Regions from separate parts of the Mus musculus genome. Here regions 1 and 2 are each linked to region 3. The links are chromatin contacts, called in public promoter capture Hi-C maps. All regions are on one chromosome and are shown on one strand. Each heading gives the region's core, a stretch centred on a gene start, on an enhancer-like site or on the middle of the called end of the contact. The rest is flanking DNA. Distances are from core to core; before and after follow the strand shown. Region 1 overlaps Ccdc18 (coiled-coil domain containing 18). Region 2 overlaps Gak (cyclin G associated kinase). Region 3 holds the start of Atp5k (ATP synthase, H+ transporting, mitochondrial F1F0 complex, subunit E).

Region 1 (3,982 bases), core at 1,042-3,541, 220 kb before region 3:
GTCAGTCTTCTCCTGCCTTTGAACAAGGTGTCGAACTAACTCTCAGGTCCTTTTCTACCATCATACCTACCCTCCGTCATGCCTCCTGCTGTGATGACAGTGGACTAAATCTCTGAACCTGTAAGCCAGTCCCAATTAAATGTTGTCCTTTATAACAGTTGCCTTGTCATGGTATTTCTTCACAGCAATAAAACCCAAACTAAGACAAATACCATAATGGCAATAAAATAGAAGTATATATTTGATATAACTAATTACTCTGTAGTAAACTATCATGATTAACTTTTTCATGAACAATGTTTTCTAGTTCCCACTACAGTTGTCTCAAATACTCTCCAGTCGCTGTGAAGATACATCGTGATGTATTTCATGTCACCAGACTGTCCACTTAAAAATGGTTAAAATAGTAGAACCAGGTGTGGTAGTCTACATTTGTAATCCCAGCACATAGTCAACCAAAGAAGGGGAAGCTCTAGCTTGAGGCGAACCAGGGCTACAATGTGGGATATTATTTAAAAAATAGTACATATTACTACAATTTTTAAAATAAGCTACTAGTATTGTACTTAGGTTTTAAATTCTTTATAATATAATATTTTATAATAAAAAACCTTCAAAAATGAACTCTGGCCACACTAGTTCTCAATAAATCGAGTTATGTAGCACTTTAGATGTTCAAGTGTTTGAACTATCTTCTAAATTAAAAACTGTCAAAATTTCTTTTTTTTTATATTTGTATGTATGTATGTATGTATGTATTTATTTATTTTTAAAAACTTTATTTCAGAAGCTTTGTGATGGTAAAGTACTATTTAAAATCAAGAGTACTAATAAAAATTTATTTTCTCAGAAATACATTTAGCAACTTGTTTAAAGAGAATTTAGACTGATTTATTTTTAATTACTTAGACCTTGAGAAAAATTTTATTTTATTCTGGAACTTCTTATTATTTTTCTACTTTCCGGTACACTTAATAATCCATCACATAGTAAAAACAATCCTCCTTTAGCTTTGTTAGGTTAGCTGTGTTTTTATTCAGATTTCTGGATTATTAGAGCAGTTAAGAATATGTAGGAAAATTATTAGCAATATAACAGATATTAGGATGTTTACCTAAAAAGGGACTTTTATCTCATTTGTGTTCTTCTTTGATAATGTCTGAGTTTAGTATAATTGCTTTTATTTGATAAACTAAGATTACTTAATTTCAAAGTGAGTTTAATGGGACATTGCTTAAAATGCAAGTTTTAAAATATTACATTTTAATCCCAAACTAATTATAGATTCATGTTTATCTTTTGCTTTGGGTCAAACCTGGATATTTTTTATGAATAATCTAATTAGAATTGTATTTAGTCTTTTAACATAAGTTATACTTGTAACTCTTCAACTCACATAAATGGCCAGGCCCCTCCCCTGAGGACCTCCACCACCAGATTCAACCTATAGAACACTCTCATTGCCCTAATGGCTGACCCAGCCCCTGCCACACAGAGTACAAAGCTCAAATTCTGGTCTTAAAGTCCTAGCAATCCCCACCTTGGAAGTCTTTACCCTGGAAAGCTTCTCCCACGCCCACGCCCATTATTAAGGTCTTCATTTACAGACTCTCTGCTCTGTCCTTTGCTGCTTCTCACCCAAGCAGAAGCCACCACCCCCTCCCCCTGGGTATTCTCTCCCAATAAATCTGTTGCATGAGGTGTGTTGTGTGTTGTGACTGCCAGGATTCCTTTCTCCTCAGAGCTGTAACACAATACTTATAGTCCATCCTCTAGTTATTTTTTTTTCAACTAAAGGGAGAATTAAAATAATAGAATACCTGGTATTATTGTTATTGTTGGGGCAATACATGTGTCACTTCCCACGCAGTTTTATTAGTTTTGACTAGTTATGATTGGGTAGCAGATGTTTATGACTCTTGTTGAGTTATTTCAAAACTTTTTTTTTTTGGTTTTTCGAGACAGGGTTTCTCTGTATAGCCCTGGCTGTCCTGGAGCTCACTTTGTAGACCAGGCTGGCCTCGAACTCAGAAATCCGCCTGCCTACGCCTCCCGAGTGCTGGGATTAAAGGCGTGCACCACCACGCCCGGCCTTATTTCAAAACTTTTAACTTAGTTCTTACTTTAAAATATTTCCATCCATATTTCACTAGTGTTTCCTCTTATCCATGAGAAATGCACATTTTAAAGACCTTTAGTAGGTATATGCTGAGCTCTACACACATACACTGTACTCTTTGAGATGGGCACTTCCGGGCCATTATTAAGTCAAAAGAGGGTTCCTGGAACACAGTTAATTTGATAGTAGTTACACTGGACAAACAGATGACTCATGCCGTGGTAGACTGAGCAAGAGATACAAGCTTTCCTCAAGCTGCTCATAATAGCCCACAATTTGAAAACTATAAGTTGTTTATTTCTGTAATTTCACATTTGTTATCTTTGGACTGTGGATGACTGCAGGTTGCTGAAACTCTAGAAGGTAAAGCAACAGAGAACAAACCTCTTTTATTCAAGGGGAGACTACTGCGTGTGGTAAAGTCTTATAATTAAAATCATAACCACAACTTGCATTGACCAACATAAATAGGTTTGAATAAAAATACAAATCAGGCTGGAGATATGGTTCAGCAGTTAAGAGCAGCCTTTCCCAGTATCTACATGGTGGCTAATGACTGTCTGTCTAACAACTATCTGTAGCTTTGGTTCCAGGGAATCCAACACTCTGTGTTGGCATATGTAGGTACCAGGTACACACATTTTGTGTGTGTTTTGTATGTGTGTGTGTGTGTGTGTGTATTCGGAACAAAACAAAACACTCCTACAGATTTTTAAAAAATACAAATCATTCCTGTAAAAGCAGATAATTTATATGGTAAGAAAAAACTGCACAGAGACACCTGAGAGCAGGCTCTTATCTGCCAAAGTGGAAATCATTATTTGCCAAAGTTCAGCATTTTATGGTTTTTTGTTTCAAGAAAGGATTGGCTCATTAACTTATGTAGAATATAATGTACTTCTTTTGGTCATCTCTGAAACGTCTATATTCAAAAGTGTACTGTATAATAAGCCTGTGTTTTACATAAAGACTAGCTTGCTTCCATTAAGGCACTGAATTGTTTTAACTATGCTAAACCAAATAAGCTCCCTACATTCCATTTATTTAATGTGTCGTTTTTAAGGAAGCTCATGGAAATCGTTTGGCTGAAGAACTGGGGGCTTCTCAAGTACGTGAAGCTCATTTAGAAGCAAGAATGCAAGCAGAAATAAAGAAATTATCCTCAGAAGTAGACTCTCTGAAAGAAGCTTATCAGATAGAGGTAAAGAAAAATTAAATTTGTGTCAGTAGCCCCCACAAAGATGAATTTACTTACTAGGATGAAAACATGAGTCTAGTTTTTGAAGTGTTCATTGTAATCTTTAATGCAATTAAAAGGCTATTGTGCTCTGGAGTTAAGAGGTCTAGCTCCTAGCCGGGTGTGGTGGCGCACGCCTTTAATCCCAGCACTCAGGAGGCAGAGGCAGGCGGATTTCTGAGTTTGAGGCCAGCCTGGTCTACAAAGTGAGTTCTAGGACAGCCAGGGCTATACAGAGAAACCCTGTCTCAAAAAACCAAAGAAGAAAAAAGAACAGTACTACTACTTAGAATATTTTTCTTTCTTTTTTAAAGATTTATTTATTTATTTTATGCATATAAGTACACTGCCATTGCTCTCTTCAGACACACCAGAAAAGGGCGTCAGACCCAATTACAGATGGTTGTGAGCCACCATATGCTTGCTGGGAATTGAACTCAGGACCTCTGGAAGAGCAGTTAGTGCTCTTAACCACTGAGCCATCTCTCCAGGCCCTGTCTAATGTATTTTAAAAAGCCTTTCTAAAAACAGCCAATTTTTTTCCAAAAGTTTACTTAACTTAATCTGGAATGGATTAACAACATTAAAGCTTTTTTTTTAATTAGATAATTTCTTTATTTACATTT
Region 2 (3,934 bases), core at 63-2,562, 170 kb after region 3:
CCTTCTGCTGGGAATGACATCACTGAAACAAAGCAGGCCAAAGTTAGACACTAGGGGATTGCCCTCTTGGGCTGGGCTCACCTCCCAGCCAGGTAGCTGGCCAAACATAGGCTCTTCTCATCCTCTTAAAGTCTCCCATCCTATGTAGTGGGATGTATATAAACTACAGTATGAGAAACATTACAAAGTTAACTACAGATGTCTGGGAGAGCTTTCCCAGTTACCTGATATACACCATGGTCTTTAGGAACACCAGCTTTTCTCATTATAGTTTGCCTAGACTATCTCGTTTTAAATGTATATGGTCCTACCATTACTCTCTCTGTATCCTCAGAGTTCCAGTCATGCCAGAAGCTGACACTGGCCTTGTCTTTTTCACTGACCAGGAAATATGCTCAATATATGTAACCTACCCTCCACTCTTGGGGTAATTCTCCAGGTCAAACCTCAGATGGATCCATGGCTATCAAAGAAGCTAAAGAGGCACCTTGCACCTTGGCTACTTCCACTGATCCTTTGTCTACATCCCCTACAGATGTCTATCATCCAATTAGACATACCTGCAATCCTGGATGTGATGTAAGATATGTCCAGATCACCCTTTGCATAGCTGGAATAGAAAGAACACTCAATTGGAATGGAATTGAATGGAATGGAACACTTAGCTATAAAAACTTTAAGAAGAGCCTATGTCCTAGAATACTGAGGCAACCTTGCTTACAGGTTGTATCCTCTAAGTAGTGTGCATGTGCATGTCTTGTGTAAGACTGCTGTGTAAGCTGACAACCAATGAAAAGTGGAATAAAAGCAGAAGAGAGCAGCCCATGGAAAAGCTCCGGCCATCTTTTGCTTTCTGAAGTGTTCTCCAAGGCAAAAACATTGAGGGCTGATCCTGACCAAATAGTAACTGAAGCAGAACAGTAAGTAGCATCAACCATTGGTCCCACTGCTCCAGGGGACTGGATAGGAACATAAGAGAGCACACCCTGTGCCCTATGAAGATCCGAAAGGAGACAGAAGACACTGCTGGAGGGGAAAAAAAAAAGACATCCCAAATGACCAAGATATATTACTGCTCATGGCCACCAAAAAGTCTTAGAAACCAATCCCCTAAGTTGGTTTACACAACTGAAAAAAATATAGATCAAAATCTAACTAATTTTGCAAGAACTTGGCAAACTTATTCAACAATTCCTCTCAAAAAACCAGTTATGCCAGAACAGCCACGTTTCCTTGGAAAGGAGGGAGGTGGGGGTGGGGGGTGAACATTGTTGCCTAAGTATTTTGAGTACTACACTATAGCTGGGCAGTGAGGTCAGACAGGAAAGTCAGAGACAGAGCTGAGGTAGGCACACTTGGCATCAGCAGAGTCACCATGGGGCCATTACAGAGAGCCAGGTGGAAAAAAGAACAGACATACACTATACATTCACTGAAGTAAAATCTGATTAAGGCAATCTTAACACCTTAAAATGTCATTTGAACCTATTTAAGTCAGGTTCACTTCGGTTACACAGGACTCCCTGAGACATAAACCAGGACGTACTAAAATGCAGCTTTATCTGGTGCTAACATTTCTGTGGCGAAAGGCAGTTAAACAGACAAGCCACAGATCAGAACTAACTAGTTCTAATCTATTTCTTCACAAAAACAATTAATAACCCAGTAGTATCCAAGATACCAGATATCAGTGATATTTGTCTTTAACTCTGAAGGTAGAGACAGATTTCAGACCAAGGCCAGCCTTGTCTACATAGTGACTTTCCAATCAATCAGGGCCATAAAGGTAAAGAGTGCAGGCTGCAAATATGCAGCAAATGGTGGCATGAAAAGAACCTAGCTGTCCCTCAAGGAAGACAAGTGTGCCCAGCATCAGGTCAGGTATAGGAAAGCAAACCTAAGACACTTGGTACACAATGGGTACTGAGTATCACTTAGGGCTCTACACAGTATACTTTAACCTCTAACCCACTTAAGAAAAATCCAGGGACCCTGACAGTTCATCTCTGGGCACAGGTTCAAGGGTATACAAATTAGAGTTGTACTCAGCACAGACAAGAGTAGCCCAGACCGTGGCTTCTAGGACATGAAGCAGCTTCAGGCAACCAAGACAACCTGAAGCGATCAGTTCTGCCACCTGTCACCAAACTTGGGCACCTTCATTGATATAGTCAAACAATGATGTGTTTGCTGCTACATGTAAGTCCATTTAATAAACATAGGAGTTTATGGAACTCTTATCAGCCATGTCTACTCTGTAATCCACAGGCTATATGCAGCCTCAAAGATAGTTATGCATAAAGCTCGACACAAAAATCATAAACTTACTTAAAACATCACGAGTTGCTTCAGTTTTAAAGTTTATTATAGACTAATAGTTGTAAGAAAGAGGGCCATGCCATTTGAGTTAGGCATGGAGGTCAGGAACATGGCAGACAAGCAGGCATATGGTGGGAAGTGAAGCCTTTGAGAAAGTGAAAAAAGCCCAAAGTACTACAGAAAGCTTTGGAAAACATCTGAAAGTAGGAAAGAAGGAAAAGTTATGCCTAAGTCTATATTCAGAAAGATGGGCAGACCCAAGAGAACCAAAGGGTGACACTGGAGTAACTGCCTCACTAGACCTTTTGCAATGTGGACTAAATAACTATTAGATTATTGGCTTTTCTGTCATGAGACAGTCAACACCGGACTATCTGGACTATAGCCTGTAAATCAATCTAATAAATAAATAAATATATAAATACATAATATATATTCATATATATATAAATACATAATATATATTCTATCAGTTCTATTCCTTTAAAGAACCCTAACACAGAGATCATATCACAATATCAAAAGTTTGGACATGCCTAGTGGTTTAAGCATATATTCCACACAGAAGGCACATGCATATGCATGTTCACATATCTGTATTTCCAAAATGTAGCACATTCATGTGCACTCCTCCATTGGCACAGGCACAAATATACAACTGCTAAGGTTACAAACATAAAACCAACAACAACAAAAAAGGGAAGGATGTTTCACCAACCAAAGGAGTTTGGGGACCACAAATACTATGATCCAATGGTGCTTACTACAGCAGCAGGCATCCTTGGGCAGCAGGAGCATCCATACTGACAAGAGCCAGTATCTCAGTCACAGCTCCCTCCAGAAAAGCTGACAGAGCAACCTTCAACACAGTGCTTCAACTCACTACAGCTTTGGGGCCGTTCATTTGAAGCACATATTCACACCCACTGTGGCCCAGGTCTGATAGTGACTGACTTCTAATAATGAAAATAGGCAGGAACTGCTCTGCAACTGCTTCATTTATTTGACAGCAAAGAAAAAGAATAGTGCTATCATGACAGATACTAGCAGAGCTAAGGAGATCATGAGCTGATGATGTACAAAGCTAGTTCTATATCGGGTCCCAGGGACAGGGGTCTCAGACTTGTGATTGTTAGAATTTGGTCTTGTCTTGTTTTTGTTTGTTTGTTTGTTTGTTTGTTATCAACCTGAAAGAAGCTGTAGTTATCTGTAAAGAGGAAAACTCAATTAAGGAAATGCCTCCATAAGACTAGCCTATGGGCAGGTGGTCCTGGGCTACATAAGGAAGCAGGCTGAGCAAGCCACAGAAAGAAAGTCAGTAAGCAGCATTTCTCTATGGCCTCTGCATCCGTTCCTACCTCCAGAGCTTCTTGCTTTGAGTTTCCATCTTGGCTTCCTTTGGTGATGATGAACTTAGACCTAAAGCCAAAGTAAGTCCACTCCTCTCTACACTGGTTTTATCACAGCAACAGAAAACGAGCTAAGGCAAGGCTCCAGGCTCAAGTCTATATTTGGCTCCACCCTACAGACAGTGGTGATGTAACACTATGTTGGGGAGTCCCCACGCAGGCGAAGAAGAACAGGACAGGACAGGATAGGACAGGGTAGTCCTCAC
Region 3 (3,891 bases), core at 1,277-3,776:
TAAAAACATATGCCCAGAAAATCAGAACAACACAGAAAGTAACTCACCAGGACCACACATGCTGACAGCACTGGAGGGCACATCACATTTGGCCTGTTGAGAAACTCTGCTTGCTGGGCCAAGGCTGTGAGCAGAGCTGAGATCAAATGCAAGTGGCCTGAATGCTTGGGTGGGACCCTAATGAAGGAAGCAGCCAGCAGCTTTGTTTGCTGTTGATGCTGCAGCTGTACAGAGGAGCCTGGAAGGTAAAGCAGGGGCAGTCCAATGGGCCCTCACAAGACTAACCTCTGAGATGGGCACTATCTGCCAAAGAACAAGCTTAAGGGAATCTCAAAGAATCTGTCCTCCTGACAGGCCAGCACTAACTGGATGGGGCCATTCCTGGGAAGAGAAGACATCCGGAAGTTTGCCTTTAGCACTATGGGGCATAGGGGTGGCAAATTTAACCCTCAGAGCCCCAAATAGTGGGATACCATGAGCAGCTCCTCAGCCTCTAAAACCAAATAAACAGCTCTGAAGTATGTATATGCTGGCTCTCATTACATTTGTAGATCTACTCACTTTAAAACAAAAACAGGCTACAGACCTAGAAAACTTATCCAAAGCCCAGAACAGAGAGGTAGCAGTAACACTTCTAGTTTGCTTTTGGTTGTTGTGATAACCGTAACCAAGAGCAACCTGGAGGGTTTGCTCTATTTGGTTTACAAAGTCTCCGTCAGTCGAGCAGAAGCAAGAGCCAGGAATCACGGAAGAACACTGCTTTCTTATAGGACCATCTGCCCACTGGGCTGGGCACTTCCACAAATTAACCATCAATTAAGAAAATGCTCCACAGACATGTCCACAAGCCAATCTGATAGACAAGTCCTCAACAGAGGCTCCCTCTTCCCGGGTGTCTAGTTTGTGTCAAGTTGACAAGAACTAACTAGCACCCCAGCTGGACACAAGGGCCTAGTCGTCCAGGCCTCCTTGAATAGTTCAGCTTTAGGTCACTTTCTAAGAACTAGAGAAGAATTATCAGTTGGGGGCACAAGACCCACGTTATTGTGAAGGCATCAACACCCATCCTCCTGTACTGGGCCCGAGCTGCTGACATAAGCAGAAGAGTGCAGATCAGAGCAGAGCAAGCTGCTTCCAGGAGGCTAGGCCACTCCAGGGATTACCCCGGCATCCCTGGAGCCCTAATTTGGCCTTACCACTGCACCTTCACATGCCCCAGCACTTCTCGCTTTGTCTGTGTGTCTGGTAATGATCATTAATTCCTTTGAAACTCCACCCACTGCACCCCACCCCCGACCCTCCCTACCCAAGGAAAAGCCAGGATGCAACCACAGAGCCGGTACCTAGAAGCAAACAGTAAAGAGAGAGGAAGCCACAGCATCACACAATGAAGCTTTATTCGTTCTCAACGACTAGAGAAAAGCAAGCTCGCTGACGCCTCACTTGAGAATGCTGTCATCTTGAGCTGAAAAGTGAGAAGAGACCATGTCAAACATTATACAGACTTGGGCCACCTTACGGGGACTTGGGCTTTAAACAATCAAGAATCTAATTCCAAGAGAACCCTAACTTCATTACTAAAACCATCCTTTGCATCCCCAACTGCCTTCTCCATCTGACTGGAATCCACAGGAAGTCAACACAGAGGGGTCAGAGAGCCTGCTCAGCAGTAACCTCTCGAAAGGCAATTTGCAGATGCTACCCAAGAGAAGGGGCAGTATGCCTCTCACACTCCACTGGGCTCCACGGAGGACAGCACTGGACAAAACAGTCATGGGATGAGAGGCAGCCCCTGGTCCACTAAGCAGCAGCTACTTCCAGAAAACTCGGGGGTGTTGGGAGAGGCTAAAAGCCATACCTTCCGCCAGTTCTCTCTCAATCCGTTTCAACTCATCTAGTCTCTTCTTTTCCTCCGCTGCTATTCTCCTCTCCTCCTCTGCCCGGGGTTTTAGGTAACCTGGGGGGGAGTGGAAGCAATTAACTTCTCTGAAAATGCTGCTTCGTGAAAAAGCCGACTCCAAAATCTCCAGATAGCTGTTCCCACCTGCCCCCCTCTAGGGCCTGGCATCATCTCCCTCCCAAGGAACTGCAGGCTCGAGCAGTGTCACACAGCCTTTCACCCGGAATCCCGTTCTCCCGGTCCCCAAACTCACTGTAGCGCTTGGCGCCGTATGCCATGCCGATGATCAGAGCGGAGTACCGGCCGAACTGCAGAAGAAAACATTATAGTAGAAGGCACACCGAGGGAACAAGGGGATCGCAGGGGTCGGACATCGAGGAGTACTGGGAGAGGGAGTACGGGGCGGGTGTGTGTGCAAGGGTTGCAGGGCCGGGATTGCTCGAGACCACAGCCAGCAGTCCCAAGGGTGGGCAATGCTAAGTCACGGGAGGGGAGGGGAAAGGGGGCATAGAGGAGCTTTGAGCACCGCGCAACAACGGGGATGAGGATTCACCTTGATGAGTGGAGAGACCTGAACCGGGGGCACCATTTTGTCCGTGACCTTCGCGCCGGAAGCTCAACTGAGGCGGAAGACAGAGAATGAAAGCCGCCTCCTGAAGCCAGAAAGGCGCATGCGCCGCAGTGAAAGCGCTGCCCCCTAGCGACTGGAGGATAGCCGAGCGTTCCCACGGGGCTGGTTACTACTCTCCAGGTAGGAAGTCTAGGCTGTTAGTGTAAGCTGGCTTCAAAAGGGTGGTGACACAGAGCCTCGTTACTTCAGCACCGGCGTGTAATGACTGACCAGCCCTGGAATCTGTCGCCCACCTGTTGTGGACTGGAGCACGCAAACAATCCCTTTATCTCTTGGAACAGACGAGCACACCTGGCCGACTCCAGCGGCCCATTGGGTGCGGTGGGTTTGGGCATGAGATTACAGAACTTGTATTGGCCCTTCCTGAGAGGTCAGCAACCTTCCAGGGCTTTCCTGCAATTTCCGGCATTGGACACATATGTCCTCCGACCAGTGTTTTCTCGCCCAGAGCTCCTAATTTCCATTGGGCTTTACAGGTAATGTTCATCCAAATGAGGCTAACCCCTGCATCTCCCTGCCCACACTCTCAGGACTACAGATCCTGAGTCCTATTGACCTCCTTTTCAGGCCTCATAGAGACTGACCATGGAGCACCCAGATTGCCAAACTTACCTTTCTGCAGTCCATGTCCCCAGAGTGGGTACCTCTCTAGCAGCCATGTCGGTCTAGACCAACCCTTTGTGATCCCTTTGGCAAACACTTATCTCCAAAAGTATTTACATTATGACCCATAACAGTAGCAAGATTACAGTTATAAAGTAGCAATGAAAATAATGTTATGTATGGGGAGGGTCACATAAGGAGCTGTATTAAAGGGTCACAGCATTAGGAAAGTTGAGCATCATTGGCCTGGGATGGGGCAAGATGGAGACAAGGTGATTATCAGCTGTGTCTATTGGCAAGCATCTTTGTGTACATCTGTCATAGTATAGATTGTAGCCACCCACTGAATGGCTGGCTTTACCCCAATGCCCCATAGTGACTTGAAATCTTCCTAAGGCTGTTGATTGAACCAGCCTCCTCAGTTTTGCATTGCACCAGGGCTTGGAAAGGTACACAGTCTGTAGGGATGGGGTATCTTTTCCTGACTCTTTATAGTCCATACTTATAAAGAGAACATAATTATGAATATAAAGTGGATAAAATGCAGCAATGAAAACTGCAGGACTCATAATAGGTACCCAGCTCTCCGGGGCCATCAGAAGAGGAACCATTGCCCTAGGCTCTGGAACTTTGCCTACATTTGATCTGGAGTCAAAGCCCTAGTTCTTCTCTGTTAGAATCCTAGAAATGTTCCTAAACTGAGACGAGAATTACCCAGGCCATGTGCCACAGGTGCTCCACATACTCTTACCTTGCC

Evidence for each region. Promoter capture Hi-C pulls out the DNA fragments that hold promoters and counts their contacts.
Region 1: a promoter capture Hi-C map of the HPC-7 cell line shows a contact between it and region 3. The contact joins the enhancer-like site here to the promoter of Atp5k in region 3. A contact is called at or near these places in 7 of 39 promoter capture datasets (the C10 cell line, the HPC-7 cell line, embryonic stem cells and 3 more), 3 of 484 Hi-C or Micro-C datasets (the G1E-ER4 cell line, the HL-1 cell line and embryonic stem cells) and 2 of 115 datasets of contacts at active chromatin or transcription factors (both in embryonic stem cells).
Region 2: a contact with region 3 is called in a promoter capture Hi-C map of liver. The contact joins the enhancer-like site here to the promoter of Atp5k in region 3. A contact is called at or near these places in 10 of 39 promoter capture datasets (the C10 cell line, the HPC-7 cell line, cranial neural crest and 5 more), 1 of 484 Hi-C or Micro-C datasets (the AML12 cell line), 5 of 115 datasets of contacts at active chromatin or transcription factors (craniofacial prominence, embryonic stem cells, fetal liver and 2 more) and 3 of 9 other capture datasets (adipose tissue, liver and pancreatic islet).

Annotation. Positions count from the first base shown.
Region 1 is chr5:108,212,805-108,216,786 of GRCm38.p6, forward strand. Ccdc18 (coiled-coil domain containing 18) reads left to right here. Exons shown (of 29, transcript NM_028481.1): 26 at 3,183-3,320. Among named protein-coding and RNA genes, the nearest start is that of Dr1, 54 kb to the right of the region's middle. Within about 2 kb of position 2,292, at least 3 of the 459 cell types and tissues checked have an H3K27ac peak or open chromatin away from gene starts, as enhancers often do. A contact at or near this core is called in the HPC-7 cell line, where this site is marked.
Region 2 is chr5:108,598,894-108,602,827 of GRCm38.p6, forward strand. Gak (cyclin G associated kinase) reads right to left here. Exons shown (of 28, transcript NM_153569.2): 12 at 561-610; 13 at 1-22. Among named protein-coding and RNA genes, the nearest start is that of Gak, 29 kb to the right of the region's middle. Within about 2 kb of position 1,313, at least 6 of the 459 cell types and tissues checked have an H3K27ac peak or open chromatin away from gene starts, as enhancers often do.
Region 3 is chr5:108,431,873-108,435,763 of GRCm38.p6, forward strand. Atp5k (ATP synthase, H+ transporting, mitochondrial F1F0 complex, subunit E) reads right to left here and starts at 2,527. Exons shown (of 4, transcript NM_007507.3): 1 at 2,454-2,527; 2 at 2,154-2,208; 3 at 1,859-1,957; 4 at 1,374-1,465. The coding sequence starts at 2,489. The coding sequence ends at 1,440. It overlaps Gm34319 (a long non-coding RNA gene), which reads left to right and starts at 2,529. Exons shown (of 3, transcript XR_003955776.1): 1 at 2,529-2,651.